2 separate regions of the Sus scrofa genome follow, and region 2 is linked to region 1. Evidence: chromatin contacts called from public Hi-C data. All regions are on one chromosome and are shown on one strand. Each heading gives the region's core, a stretch centred on a gene start, on an enhancer-like site or on the middle of the called end of the contact. The rest is flanking DNA. Distances are from core to core; before and after follow the strand shown. Region 1 holds the start of ASB6 (ankyrin repeat and SOCS box containing 6). Region 2 overlaps PRRX2 (paired mesoderm homeobox protein 2).

Evidence for each region. Hi-C and Micro-C count contacts between places; a contact is called where the count stands out from the background.
Region 2: a Hi-C map of skeletal muscle shows a contact between it and region 1, with 2.3 times the contacts expected there. The contact joins the enhancer-like site here to the promoter of ASB6 in region 1. A contact is called at or near these places in 10 of 47 Hi-C or Micro-C datasets (alveolar macrophages, brain, embryonic fibroblasts and 4 more) and 1 of 2 datasets of contacts at active chromatin or transcription factors (skeletal muscle).

What each region holds. Positions count from the first base shown.
Region 1 is chr1:269,829,697-269,836,963 of Sscrofa11.1, reverse strand. It overlaps ASB6 (ankyrin repeat and SOCS box containing 6), which reads left to right and starts at 2,758. Exons shown (of 6, transcript NM_001099937.2): 1 at 2,758-2,948; 2 at 3,950-4,131; 3 at 5,532-5,638; 4 at 5,729-5,837; 5 at 6,275-6,361; 6 at 6,457-7,225. The coding sequence starts at 2,836. The coding sequence ends at 7,124.
Region 2 is chr1:269,890,693-269,897,959 of Sscrofa11.1, reverse strand. All of the region lies in intron 1 of PRRX2 (paired mesoderm homeobox protein 2), which reads right to left. Among named protein-coding and RNA genes, the nearest start is that of PTGES, 30 kb to the left of the region's middle. Within about 2 kb of position 2,584, at least 10 of the 83 cell types and tissues checked have an H3K27ac peak or open chromatin away from gene starts, as enhancers often do. A contact at or near this core is called in skeletal muscle, where this site is marked.

The DNA of each region.
Region 1 (7,267 bases), core at 1,509-4,008:
TGTTGCTGCAGCTGTGGCGCAGGTTGAAAGCATAGCTCAGGTTTCATCTCTGGTCTGGGAACGCCACAGGCCTTGGGGCGGCCGACAAAGAAAACAAAAAAGTGAGTTCATTCTGGATTAGGGTGGGTCCCAAACCCAGTGACTGGTGCTATTTAGAGAGGACAGGGAGATTAGGACAGAGACACAGACACAGGGAAGAAAGCCACTGGAAGACAGGGGTAGGCAGGAATTCCCTGGGTGGCCCTGCGGGTTAAGAAAAACCCGCATACCCGGATACCCGACTAGTATCCATGAGGATGCAGGTTCAATACCTGGCCTTGCTCAGCGGGTTAAGATTCCACTGTTGACGCAAACTGCTGTATAGTTCACAGATGCGGCTTGGATCCGGGGTTGCCATGGCTGTGGCTTAGACAGGCAGCTGCAACTCTGATTCGACCCCTAGCCTGGGAACTTTCATATGCCTCAGGGGCAGTCTTTAAAAAAAAAAAAAAAAAGACAGGTGGGCAGAGATTGGGGGGTGATGTCACCAAAAGCCCAGCAGTACCTGGGGCTGCCAGAACCTTCCCCCAACCCCAGTTCTGCCACAGACCCCATCTAGCTACTGACACACGCTTTTCCCTTTACCAGGCCTCTCAGCCCTGCGCCGTGGAGCAAGTCACCCAGGATCAAATAGGGCTGTGACACCTTTAGGTCGTCTGGGGGCTGCTGTGCCCTTCAGAGCCTTGACCAATTGGAGGGTGGAGGGTGGACCCTTCAAATGGGAGCAGACATTCCCCGACCCCCCAGGGTAACACCTGGGGAGACTGAGGCACATTGGAGCAAATGCCACCTCCAGATGCGCTTCATTGCCAGACGGGAATATGGGCCCGGGTGTCGGATCGCCTGGTTTTACAGGACAAGCTGGAAATTCTCCATCTCTGTGTGAGCAGTCTCCCAATTTCACTCCAGGAGAAGAGACTTCCAGGATCAAGAACCAGGGCAGGAGTTCCCATCGTGGCTCAGCAGTAACGAATCCGATTAGTATCCAAGAGGATGCAGGTTCAATCCCTGGCCTTGCTCAGTGGGCAGTGGGCAGTGGGTTAAGGATCTGGCACTGCTGCGAGCTGGGGTGTAGCCTGGCAGCTGTAGCTCTGATTCAACCCCTAGCCTGGGAACTTCCTTATGCCCTAAAAGGCAAAGAAAAAAAAAAAAAAATGAAGTGTGCTGGGAACCAGGGATGCTGTGGTCTCCTGGCGAACCTAACCTGGGCTGCCCTACTCCTCTTCCTTGCTCCTTAGGCAGTGGGATGGAGGGACAAAAGGAGGGCTTCTAAGGCCTGATGGGGATTTTTAATAGCTTGTCACCTGATCCGCACAACAACCTTATAAACGGAATCATAAGTGCAGTGAGCAATTATCCAGCCCCTGTTCGGTCCCCATAGCCGGACTGAGGACGCTTTGGATTGGGCTTTCTTGCTAAGACTGTTCGGCTCTTGGGGGCAGGGGAGCCCTTTTCTACTCATTTTTTATGTTTAATCATAGACACATGCGGTTGGCTTTAAACTTGTCTCTAAACGTTTTCTACTTTCCTCAACAGCTCTGGTCTCTGGCAGGTGCTGGACAGGAGAGGCTCCTGAGTCCACATGGGAAGGGGTGGGGGCTGGTGAGACCCAAGCTGCCATGTGAACGGCTGGGACTGGCACACCTCTTCATAACGGGCTTTCCAGAATCATGAGGTCATCAGGGGCGTTCCCGTTGTGGCCCAGTGGAAAACGAATCCGACTAGGAAGCATGAGGTTGTGGGTTTGATCCCTGGCCTCACTCCGTGGGTTACGGATCTAGCATCACCGTGAGCTGTGGTGTAGGTCACAGACACGGCTTGGGTCTGGAGTTGCTGTGGCTGTGGTGTAGGCCTGCTCCAATTTGACCCCTAGCCTGAGAACCTGCGGGTGCAGCCCTAAAAAGCAGGGGGGACAAAAGTGAAGTCATCAGGGCTCCCCTGTGGGCCTCGAGGTTGCAGAGGTTAAATGTGAGGCCCAGGGGTAGATACCTAAACTCCAGAAAAGTACCCCAGGCCCGGTCCCCTTCCTGCTAGGCTACACTTCCACCCACAGTAACAGAGCTCTTGGTCTAGGATCTTGCATGGGTTTGATTATCCCCATTTCACAGATGAAGAAATTAAAGTTCATTGAGTCCATCAAGGCAGAGAAAGGGGAAGAAGCCCCCAGCTGGCAGGGAGAGGAGCTTCCAGGGGACAGAGGCTAAGGAATTGCCCCATCGCCCGTCAGGGTGGATGTGGTCCAGTCGGCGGGGGCGGGGGGGGGGGGGGGGCAAGAGCCAGGCCAAGCCGCGGTCTGACCCAAGCTCAGGGGGGCCAGGGGACACCTGGAGTTCGAGACCCCTCCACTGCCGCAGAGAGTTGGGCAGGGGTCCGGCCGCTGTGCGCAACGGGCGGAGTTCGGACGGCGCCCAGCGGCCGCGGGCGGGATCGCAGGGTGGAGCCAGGCCGGACCGGGAAAGGGCGGGCCAGCGAAGGGCTGGGATCCCGGTGGACTGCAGGTCGGCGCCCTCCATTCTCCAGGGACCCCCGCCGCACAAGATACCCCCAAATCGCGCTCCCGAAGGCGCTCGGTCCTCCCGGACGGCAGAGGGCGCTGTCACCCCGACTCTCTTTCCTGGGCCGGAGGGACCGGAAGTGCAAGTGCGAGAGTCACTTCCGGCGCGGAGCAGCGGGTTGGGCTGTGTATGAGGCCGGGTTCGGGGACTGGACCAGTAGTGGCCAAACCTGGCCAAGACCGCGGCTGCCGGAACGCTCGCAGTCGGCGTCTCGGCCTCAGCGGAGGGTGCGGCCGCCGCAATGCCGTTCCTGCACGGCTTCCGGAGGATCATCTTCGAGTACCAGCCGCTGGTGGACGCGATTCTGGGCTCCTTGGGGATCCAGGACCCTGAGCGGCAGGAACCCCTGGACGGGTAACTCGCTCCCTGCCCCCCTCCGACTCGGCACTGCTCCCCCTTCATTGTCACGACAAACATGGCGGGGCGGGCGGTGTCCCCACCTAACAGATGAGACCGAGACGCGCTGGGGGAAGGGTGCTCCGGGCCAGCGCCCGGAGGGCTGGAGGGTGCGGTGTTTGCAGGGCCTTCGCCTCAGGGCCCCACCCTGCACCCTGCCTGTCATGTGCCCTCCACCTGGAGTTGCAGGGCAGCCGGGTGGCATCTGTGAGCAGTGCGAAGTGAGCTTTCTGTAGCCGAGTTTGCAATTGTACATCCAGGCGCGGGTCTATCCGTGAATCTCTGGGAAGGGTGTTAGAAAGTGAATCGTTTGCGGTACATCAGTGAGCTAAACAAACTCCCAGCCTTCACGATGCTTATGCTCCAGAAAAGAGAGACTGACAATCGTTAGTAAAGTGTTTAATGCCTTAGGTGGAACAGAGGAAAGAGGGATCAGGTGTCTGTTTCTGGGATCAGCTGGAATTGGCGGGGAAGCTGGGTGGGTTGGGGCAAAGGTGCAGAAGGCTTTGCTGCTCTCAGCCTTTGGAAGACGGGGAGGCTGACTGACTTTGGGTGTGAGCAGGCAGGAAGTCTGCTGACTGCCCTGGGCTGGTCCCGCAGTGTCTGGTTCTCACTCTTGGCCACAAGGGTTCCCTTCAGTGCCAACAGTCCAGGTGTATGAGGCTTTGTATCCATGCCAGGGGCCAGATTCTCTGGGCAACATGGAAGGAGGCCGAAGACAACCCCTGTCCTTTCTTGGTAAACCCGAGGCATCTGCTCCAGTAGAAGGATCCAGCTTGGCCCTCTCTCTGCCACAGACCTTTTCTGAAGAGACTTTCTGCCCTGCCTTGGGGGAGTGATTTGGGGGGAGACGGGGGGAATGACATCAGGAGACCAAAGGCCACCCACCCACAGGGTGCCCAGCCAGCTGGTCCCACAGCTGTTCCCACCCTCAACTAGTCCCCCCTCTCCTGCCCCAGACCCAGTTATGTCGCGAGTGAGGAGAGCCGGATCCTTGTTCTCACTGAGCTGCTGGAGAGAAAGGCCCACTCTCCCTTCTACCAGGAAGGCGTGAGCAACGCCCTGCTGAAGATGGCCGAGCTGGGGCTGACCCGTGCCGCTGACGTTCTCCTGCGGAATGGAGCCAACCTCAACTTTGAAGGTCAGCTGGAGCCCAGAGGACCTGGGGTGATAGGTGGCTTAAGTGTGGCCCTGCTCTGGATGGGCGACCAAGCCTTCAGGCTTTTCTCAGGAGCTACTTGCCTCATTTATTTATTTCATGGGTGGTGACCAAGGACAGCCACACTGGGTGGCCTCCCGTCCCCTTGTGGGCTTTCAAGTGGCCCTTAGCCACCTCAAGTCCAAGAGCGAGTTTGTCGCTGTTTCTACCATGAGATTGACTTAGCAGACTCCTCCCAGCTCCCAGCTAAATCGCTTCCATTAATGTGAAAAAGTGGCTGCTGGCACTGTGCCCAGAGCTAAGTAAGGAAAAGTAATTTTCTGCCACTCATTCTGAGGCATCTTGCATTTTTGTTCCTGTCATAGGGAGAGGGGAAAACGGAGAAGACACATTAAGCATAAATCACAGCAGAACCATGCTGGCATCTAGCTTGTGTGCTGGGGGATGGAGACGGGGCCATTTTCGGGGGGGGGAGGTCAGCCAGGAGACTTGCAGACCCTGACTTATAGCCACAGGGGTTTATTTATTTATTTTTTTTTCTTTTTAGGGCTGCACCCGTGGCATATGGAAGTTCCCAGGCTAGAGGTCAAATCAGAGCTTTAGCTGCGGGCCTATGCCACAGCCCCAGCAACGTGGGATCTGAGCCAAGTCTGCGACCTGCAGCTCACAGCGATGCCGGATCCCTAACCCACTGAGCGAGGCCAGGGATCAAACCCTCATCCTCATGGATCCTAGTTGGGATCATTAAAAACTGAGGTTCCCCCGACACGGGGGGGGTTTCATGGTGACACAGGATGTGGCCAGGATGTCCCCCCTCCCCGGCGTAGGACAGGCTCTGAGGCTGCTGGGCTCCTGGAGGTTCAGAGAGCTGGGGTGGGGGAGGGATTTCCCTGGTAGTCCAGTGGTCAAGATTTGGCTTTTCCACCACCGTGGCCTGGGTTCAGTTCCTGGACTTGGAACTGAGATCCCACATCACAGTGACCATTAAAAAAAAAAGGAAAAAAAAGTAGCTGAGGGGGCCAGGGTGGTGGGGTGCATTCTGAAGTCAGTCGCTTGGAGACCCAGCTTGGAGAACCTGGTTTTTATCGCAGGGCTGAAGGAGCTGTCACTCTGAGTGTTCTGCCCAGCAAACCCGTTTTGGGTCCCATTTTACAGAAGAAGAAACCAAAGCCCAGATGTAGCACCATGTCCGTTAGAAGGCCCCCAAGACCTAGGCCTGACTCCAGAGCCTGGGCTCTAGCACCGGCTGAGGGCAGCTGTGTCCTGCCCCCTGGTGGTGGCGGGAGCCCGGGCCTCCTTCCATCAGTGTCCCAGAGGTGCTGGGACCTGTGAGAATGTGCTGTCGGGCAGGCAGGGCTGACTGGCTGCGTCTGCGCCTTCAGACCCGGTCACCTACTACACGGCTCTGCACATCGCCGTCCTGCGAAACCAGCCTGACATGGTGGAGCTGCTGGTGCGCCACGGGGCCGACATTAACCGGAGGGACCGGGTAAGAGCCAGGCCCAGCCTGCTCCGAAGGGGGAGGCGGTAGGGTCCTGAGCAGCCCACAGGCCAACCTGGCTGTGCTTTCCTGGCTCAGATCCATGAGAGCAGCCCCTTGGACCTGGCCAGCGAGGAGCCCGAGCGCTTGCCCTGCCTGCAGCGCCTCCTGGACCTCGGCGCAGACGTCAACGCGGCCGACAAGCACGGTAGGTGCCCCCGTGGAAAAGCGGGATGCGCCTGGGCCAGGGGGCCATGGGAGGGCAGGCCGGGCGCATGCTGGTGCCCTTGCTGACTGGCGGGGGCTCCAGAGGCAGGGCACGGCCAGCCCCACGAGGGCCGTGTGGGAGGGAGCGGGGGTGTGTGCTCAGCTTCTGAGGGACAGGCCTTCTGTTGGGAGAGACCCAGCCAGGTCTCAGGTGGCATCTCAGGATCCAAAAATTCCTCATCTCCCGGCCCCCTGTTGCTGTTTTTGTGTGAGTGAGGAGTCCGGCCGGAAACCCGTCACCCTCCACCGTAGCTGAGATGTCAGCTGTCTTTAAAGTTTGTTTTCGGATCCTGAGCGTCTGTCTCCCCGCACCTCCGGGGCCGCCCTGACCTCGGCCTCCTGGCTCCCCGCTCCTCCTCACTCGCTGTCCGTCCCCAGGGAAGACGGCCCTGCTCCACGCTCTGGCCAGCAGCGACGGGGTGCAGATCCACAACACCGAGAACATCCGGCTCCTGCTGGAAGGAGGTGAGGCCGCCCTTGCACGCGGCGGCGCCGCCTCCGCGGCTTCCCCCTGCCGCCCCGAACACGGGTCTAAGGCCTTCTCCCCCCTCTTCTTCCAGGGGCCGACGTCAAGGCCACCACCAAAGACGGGGACACGGTGTTCACCTGCATCATCTTCCTGCTGGGGGAGACGGTGGGCGGGGACAAGGAGGAGGCCCAGCTCATCAACCGCTTCTGCTTCCAAGTGACGCGGCTGCTGCTGGCTCACGGCGCCGACCCCAGCGAGTGCCCCGCGCACGAGTCCCTCACCCACATCTGCCTCAAGAGCTTCAAACTGCACTTCCCTCTCCTGCGCTTCCTGCTGGAGTCCGGCGCCGCCTATAACTGCTCCCTGCACGGCGCGTCCTGCTGGTCCGGCTTCCACATCATCTTCGAGCGGCTCTGCTCCCACCCAGGCTGCGCCGAGGACGAGAGCCACGTGGACCTGCTGCGCAAGGCGGAGACCGTCCTGGACCTCATGGTGACCAACTCGCACAAACTCCAGCTGCCCGAAAACTTCGACATCCACCCCGTGGGCAGCCTGGCAGGAAAGATCCAGGCCCTTCACTTCTCCCTGAGGCAGCTGGAGAGCTACCCGCCGCCGCTCAAGCACCTGTGCCGCGTCTACATCCGGCTCTACCTTCAGCCGTGGCCTGTGGACACCAAGGTCAAGGCGCTACCTCTGCCTGACAGGCTCAAGTGGTACCTCCTCAGCGAGCACAGCGGTGCCGTCGAAGATGACATCTGACGGCTCGGACCGCAGGGAACAGGCTCTGGGTGGCCCCGTCAGCCTGCTGTGGACTTACGTACCGTGGCGGTCGTGGGGGTGCACCTTCGGTCCTGTCAGGAGGTGCAGGTTGGAGGCGAGGCATCGGCCCCCCTGGGCAGAGG
Region 2 (7,267 bases), core at 1,335-3,834, 61 kb before region 1:
GGTTACACGTTCCCTTTATGCCTTCTCTGCTCTTCGCACAGGGCTGAGAAGTCGTATAGCGGGAGCATCTAGAACTTTCCAAGCCCAGCTGTGGATACCACTCAATCCTAGCTTTTGAACAATCGCCCAGGTTAGTGGGGTTTACTGACTCTTGAGCAACCAACTGATTCAATGGGAGGCTAAACTGTTCCATGAGTCTGATAAATGCTTGCATGGAGCGGGTGGGGGTGTCATCAGGCAGGGTGCCCTGGGAAAAGACGACCTTACAGCTGGGTTTGGACAGGACATCTGGCAATGTCTGAGCCTTTCTTTTTTTCTTTTTTGTCTTTTAAGGGCCATGCCATTGGCATATGGAAATTCCCAGGCTAGGGGTCCAGTGGGAGCTGCAGCTGCCAGCCTCCACCACAGCTCACGGCCACGCCAGATCCTTAACCCAATGAGCGAAGCCAAGGATGGAACCTGCGTCCTCATGGATGCTAGTCAGATTCGTTTCCGCTGAGCCACGATGCAAAGTCCTGTCTGAGACATTTCTGATGGTCAGGACTGGGAGAGGGGGCACTATTAGAATTGAACGGATGGTGGCTGGGGATGCCCGTAAAGACCTTTCGTGCCCAGGGCAGACCCCGCATCAGAGAATTCTCTGGTTCACCTTGCCCATCGTGCTGAGGGTGAGGGGCCCTGGTTTGGAGGGAGGACCAGGAGTTGAGGTGCAGTACGTTTGGGGAAGTGGTGCCAGATGCGGGACACCTGTGGGGGTCGGGGAGGTGACGGCTGGGGACTCGGCGCGGCCCCAGCGAGCTGGCCCCGGGTCCTGGACCCACTGCAGCCTTCACTCCTCACCCCTTTTCCTCCAAGAAAAGGCGAAGACGGATGAGACCCTCGGGGGCCTGTGAATCTCTCTCCACCCCCACCCCCACCCTCTCGAGCGGGAAGAAACCTTAAACCGAAATAACAGGGACGTCGCGATGAAAACCCGTGCGATCCGGAGCCTGGGAGCGGACGGAAGCTTCTGGAACACCAGTCCTCGCGAGCAGATTTCCGCCCCCCTTCAGGCAGCGCTGCTTGGGCACAAACCCAACGCAGGAGGCCTTTCAGCCAAAAAAGGAGAGACTTTTTCGGGAAATTTCTGAGCAAATCAAAACTGAGGGGGTTTAAATGAAAACCGTTTTGCAGCCTTGGCCCCGCCAAGTGGGCGCCGGAAGAAACAACTCGTTCTTTGGTCAAACCGCGTGGTGGCTCCGGAGCGGAAACTCTCGCACAAAGGCCTTACTCTCCCCTCCGCCCCGCCAACAGCCCCAGACGTCCGCACCCCAACTTGACACCAGCGGATCTCCACGGGTCTGGAGTCCCATCTCTCCTGAGTTCTCCCCAAGGCACCTCTGATGGGGTGCGCTCAACAGAAGATGGTTTGGACCCGAGAGGACCAGGCGCCGCATCCGCTGTATCCTGGCATCTGCCCATCCAGGCGTTACCCATTCCGCACATGGGGAAACGACGGCTCTGAAAGGCTTGCCCGAGATCACGCAGCCGGGGCTGGAATCCGGGTCTTTGGGGAGGCTCAGCCGGCCGGGGCTGTGAGCCTGGTTCCATGGGGGTCACCTTCTCATCTTCTCGCTCCCAGGAAAGGGGAGGCAGGGGTGGGTCGCACTCTCTGGACCAAGGTCTGGGAGACGCCATGGGGAGGGGTCTCCAAGGCCGTGTCATCTCCCTGGTGCAGAAATGTGTCTGAGTCTCCATCCTAACCCCAGGAGGAAGACCTCACCTCTGGGAGCCCCCAGGGGGACAGTGGCTTATCCAAGGTCACACAGAAGTCCTGGAGTGGCTGGGTTTAACTCAGGCCAGGAGCACAGCAATTGCTTGATAAATGGCTGCTGCCTTTAGCATTGGCTTTTTTTTTTTTTTTTTTTTTGTCTTTTTAGGGCCGCCCGCGCAGCACATGGAGGTTCCCAGGCTAGGAGTCGAATTGGAGCTACAGCTGCCAGCCTACACCGCAGCCGCAGCAACGCAGGATCTGAGCCATAACTACGACCTACACCACAGCTCACGGCAATGCTGGATCCTTAACCGACTGAGCGAGGCCAGGGATGGAACCCACAACCTCAAGGTTACTAGGCAGATTTGTTTCCACTGCACCACTATGGGAATTCCGCCCTTAGCATTCTTGCGTGCAGGCAACCCCCTCCGTGCCTGAAGACAAGGGTCTTTCTTGCTCAGCCCAGCTCACTGTAGAAAGATGGGTTCCAGGCCCTGCTGCGGGCAGAGGCTCAGGAGCGGCAGCCCCGGTGGAGGAAGCTTCAGGCGCGTCTTGGAGGTGACCCGGGACTCAATCCCACAGCTTTGGACTCTGGCACTGGACTCTGCTTCCCAGCGGATGTGCCGGATATTCGTTACCACGAGTTCCTGAATCACCTCCTGAGAAATGTCCTGTGGTGGGCGTGCGTCCTCTGGGGGCTCCACGCTTGAGCTTAAAGCATTTGGAAAATAAATAAATACTCTCTAAGCCTCGGGCCAGCAAGCACTGGGGCCTGATCGGTCCAAGCCGGGCTGCGCCCAAAGTTTCCTTTTGTTCAGCAAAAGTTCTGCTTTCCTCTGGGACTGAAAAGAAAGCCTGAAACCACCTCCACTGATGCGGGCTATTTAGAGGCTCTTGCGAGGGCTGGATCCGGGAGAGATGAACAGAGTCGGATGGGGAGGCCAGCCATGCTCTCTCTCCTTCGAACCCAGAATGACTTTGTCCCTGAAGACATTTCAATGAAAAAAAAAAAAAAAATGACTGGTGCACAGTTTTCTGCCATTAAATTATTTCACACATACCATTTATTTGGCTGACTTCGGGCCAAAGACATTTAAAAACTCAGCTCTCAGCCAAATGATCAAGTGTTCCTGGCTCCTTCCGCTGCACCCATGGTTTTTCTTATTCCATGTAATTTAAGGCTCTAAATAGTCTGGAGGGAATTAACTGCAAATTCTTCCTAAGACAAATAAACCCAAGCCTCTTCGTTCCTGCCTTTCTCAAGCTGTTGAGAGACACCCTCTGTTTGTTTTTGCTCAGATCATCAGCTTGCGCCTGACCCAGGGGCCACGGCGCGCTCCAATGCAAATAAATAACTTTTATTAATTAGCATTTATTCGGACCAAATAAGCAGCCTCCCCCAGCCTGAATGTGATCTCTGCCAACACGTTCACGAAAATAAACAGCGGGTCCCTGAGACCTTGATGTGGATTTAACAAATTAACACTGGGCCTTGGTCAAAGGAGCCTCGAAGCTGCAGAAGTATTTATAGCCAGAAAAGTCTGGGGAAGGAAGTGGAGGTGAAGGGGAGGGGGCTGCAGGGAGGCTACCCCCTGCCCCTCCAACACCCAGGTCTCTTGGTAGAGATTTGGTTTCCTTTGAACGACCCCAGGGAGAATTCTGGAAACTGTGTCCTTTGCTGACGTCCGTGTAGCAATCCCGACTCAGATGACATGGGAGGAACTGCCTCTTGGCCAGGATGTGAGGGGCAGGCCTGGGGGTGATTCAGGAGGTGGGGCTTCCGGCTTAGGACCTCGGGGTGGCCCTGGCTCAGCAGCCGAGTGGCTGCGTGTGTGTGCCTTTATCCAGTCCCAGGCTCGGCAACCTGACTGAGAAATAAGAGTAACGGGAAAGAGCGCATTGAACAATCCGAGCTGGGGGCGCTGAGCCTGATTTTGCAGATGAGGAAATTGAGGCACGGGGGCCAAGCAACCCGCCAAACCACGTGGCTGGTAAAGGCTGGCGCTAGGACTTAAACCTGCAGACTGGCACAGAGCCTGGGCTCTAACCTTGGCATAGGCTGCACGACCCCTCGTGCAGTGGGATTCTGGGGGTCTCTCCAGGGGCTTAGGGTGTACGAGCCAGCCAAGAGGAGGATACTGAATAAGAAACAGGAACCTCTGGGGGGGGGGTCTGAGCCCGAACTCCTGGCATGCAGATCAGGGGGGGTTTTGAGCAGCAGGGGCTTTGAGCGGGGCAGGGTAACTTTGAGGTGCGGGGCGTGCAGGCTGCTCAGCCTGTGAGATCTGCAAGGTCAGGGCCAGGGTCAGGCTGACACCAAGTGCATCACCAACATTGGAGGGAAGAAAGGAAGCATGGACAGAGGGAGGAGGAAGGAGAAGAAACTCTGGATCCTTCTGGAGCAGGGCACCTGCACTTCTGGGGGCTTCCCCAGGAGGCCAGTCCCACCCCAGCGGGAATCTCAAGCAAGGGGCAAGAGTTGGTTTCTTATCTGACAGACTGGCTTTCTTTCTTTTCTTTTTTCTTTTTATTTTTTTGATGGCCGCGCCCAAGGCATGGGGACATTCCCAGGCCAGGGATGGAATTTGCGCCACAGCAGCAACCCGAGATGCTGCAGTGACACACCGGAGCCTTAAGCCACGGAGCCACCAGGGAACTCGGGTTCTTAGTCTTGAATACTCAGGGACCAGGGCTAAGGCACCAAGGAAGGAGAAGATGTCTCAGCATCACCTCCCTGGCGGTCCCCGGCAACCTCAGGCGGGGCGGCAGGACATCTCTGCCTTACAGAGGAGATGGAGGAAGGCCCGGAGACGGGCCAGGGCTATCCAGGGTCACACAGCAAGTGAGAGCCCTTCCCCCTGCAAACCCAGGCCCTCTCTCTTCTCACTACATCCTTGGTAGCCACTTGGCAGGGATAACGGAGGGAGGAGGTGGCTGCAGCCCCCAGCCCAGCCCCAGGCAAGTCTGACAGCAAACATGACGGAAGGATGGGGTCTGGCTCTATCCACTGGGTGGGGTCCCCAGGCCGCCCAGGCGGGCAGCGGCAGGACAGGGGACCTCAGGCCGTCTCAGCGCCCCTGGCCCAGATTCACACTGGACGTGCACATCCGCTCCCTGCGGACCCCTGCCTATTCCATTCCTGGGCTTGCGCCTTCTCTTCTTTGCCTCCCTGGCTCACCCGCAGGTCTCAGCAGAAGGCTGCCTCCTCCAGGAAGCCATCCCAGACCACACCCCTCGTAACCCTGTCTCACTATAGGGTCCATGTGGGGTCCTGTGTCCAGCAGGGACTGGAACTTACGGTTTCCTGTCTCCCTGGGCCCCATCACAGGGTCTGGGCCAAGGTAAACTCTCCACCAATTGTGGAGAGAACGAATGAATGAACAGACGAATGAACAAATGAGGAGACACTGGAAGAGTATGGGAGGAGTTCAGAGTCTGTCCCCCTGTCCAGGGCTGTCCCCAGGGGCCAGGTTCTTCTTTACGGAGCCATAGAGGTCTGGCCAGGACTGAGTCACGACAGCATGTGTCACAGGACAGGAGGGAGGGGCTGGGGTGATGGCGTGGGGCAGTCAGCCAGCGACACCCACTGTCCAGAGCATCCCTCTAAAGGTGTTTCACCTCAGTAATTTTTTTTTTTTTTTTTTAGGGCCATACCTGCTGCATATGGAGGTTCTCAGGCTAGGGGTCAAATTGGAGATACAGCTGCCGGCCTACACAGCAGCCACAGCAACATGGGATCCGAGCCACGTCTGTGACTACACCACAGCTCACAGCAACGTTGGATCCTTAACCCATTGAGTGAGGCCAGGGATCGAACCCACATCTTTATGGATATTAGTCTGGTTTGTTACTGCTGAGCCACAATGGGAACACCTCACCTCATTAATTTTGAACAAAACCTCAAGATGCTGGTACATTTGGATAACCACCGGTCCGGAGAGGAGAAGGTATCAGCAGAAGGAAGGCGAGGAAGGCAGACTCGGTGGGGTTCAAGGAGTCAGAGCGGTCCCCTGGGGCCCCATCCAGCCCCCACGGACTCACAGGCCTCAGCCAGCATGTAAGAAGCCAGGGTCATGGTCCATCCCAGCCTGGCACTGCTGTGACCCCGCCCCCCCGCCACTGCCCAGCTTGGGTCCAGGAACCAGTTTGGCTACGAGGAGGTCTTGGCTGGTTCAGGCAGACCCTGGGGTCTCGAGGAGCCTGAGGGAAGCTCCGCATGTTCTCTCAAAAGCCTTAGCAGGAGTTCCCGTTGTGGCTCAGTGGTTAACGAATCCAACCCGAGGTTGTGGGTTTGATCCCTGGCCTTGTTCAGTGGGTTGAGGATCCAGCATTATCATGAGCTGTGGTGTAGGTCGCAGACTCGGCTCGGATCTGGTGTTGCTGTGGCTGTGGTATAATCTACAGCTCCGATTAGACCCCTAGCCTGGGAACCTCCATATGCTGTGGGTGCAGCCCTAAAAAGACAAACAGGCAAAAAAAAAAAAAAAAAAAAAAAAAGCCTCAGCAGAGCCCTGGAGGCAGCTACAATGAATTTTGGGTCTCTCGGGGTCGAGACCTCCTTTTGTACAGGTACGAAGGACATGGCGAGCTGCACTCATTTCTATCAGGCCACCAGACCCCCCTCTCCACCCCCGCCCCCTGGCAGGAAACCCCAGTGGGCGGGCCAGTGCTCCAGGAGGACTGCCTTACGGGACAGCACAAGCTCCTGCCACCTCTGGGCCTTTGCACCTGCTGTTCCCCAGGCCTGGAGCACTGCATCCCTCACAATGGACATGGCTAGCTAATGCTTCCCTGCCTTCAGTTTCAGGCAAAGTTGGCCTGTCCTGAGGGTCTTTCCCAGCCCCCAGACCAGGACACATCTCCTTGTTACAGGCTCCTGGGCCCTTTCCCTCTCCCCCGCATCTGTCATTAAGTCATTCTTCTGTTTTGGTACCTGCTTCATGCCTGTCTCGTTCATTGAATCTAAGCTCTAGGAAGGCCAAGGCTGGATTTGCCTTGTCACTGCTGTATCCTCAGGACCAGGCAAGTAGTTTGGTTTCAAAAATATTTCTGGGGAGTTCCCATTCTGGCTCAGTGGTTAATGAACCCGACTAGTATCCATGAGGACTAGGGTTCAATCCCTGGCCTTGCTCGATGGGTTAAGGATCCAGCATTGCTGTGAGCTGCGGTGTAGGTCACAGACATGGCTCAGATCCAGTGTTGCTGTGGCTGTGGCTTTGGCCGGCAGCCGTAGCTCCAATTGGATCCCTAGCCTGGGAACCTCCGTATGCCACGGGTGTGGCCCTAGAAAGGAAAAAAAAAAGAAAAGAAAAAGAAAAAAGATAAAACAGACTTCTCTGAATTAAAAACTTTTGTGAACACCATCAAGAAAGTAAAAAGACAACACACAGAAAGGGAAAGCTATGTGCAAGACATGTATTTGAAAAGAGACTTGTATTTAAGAACACTTGCAACTCAACAATAAAAAGACAAACAATCCAGTTTTAAAATGAGCAAATGATCCAAATAGACATT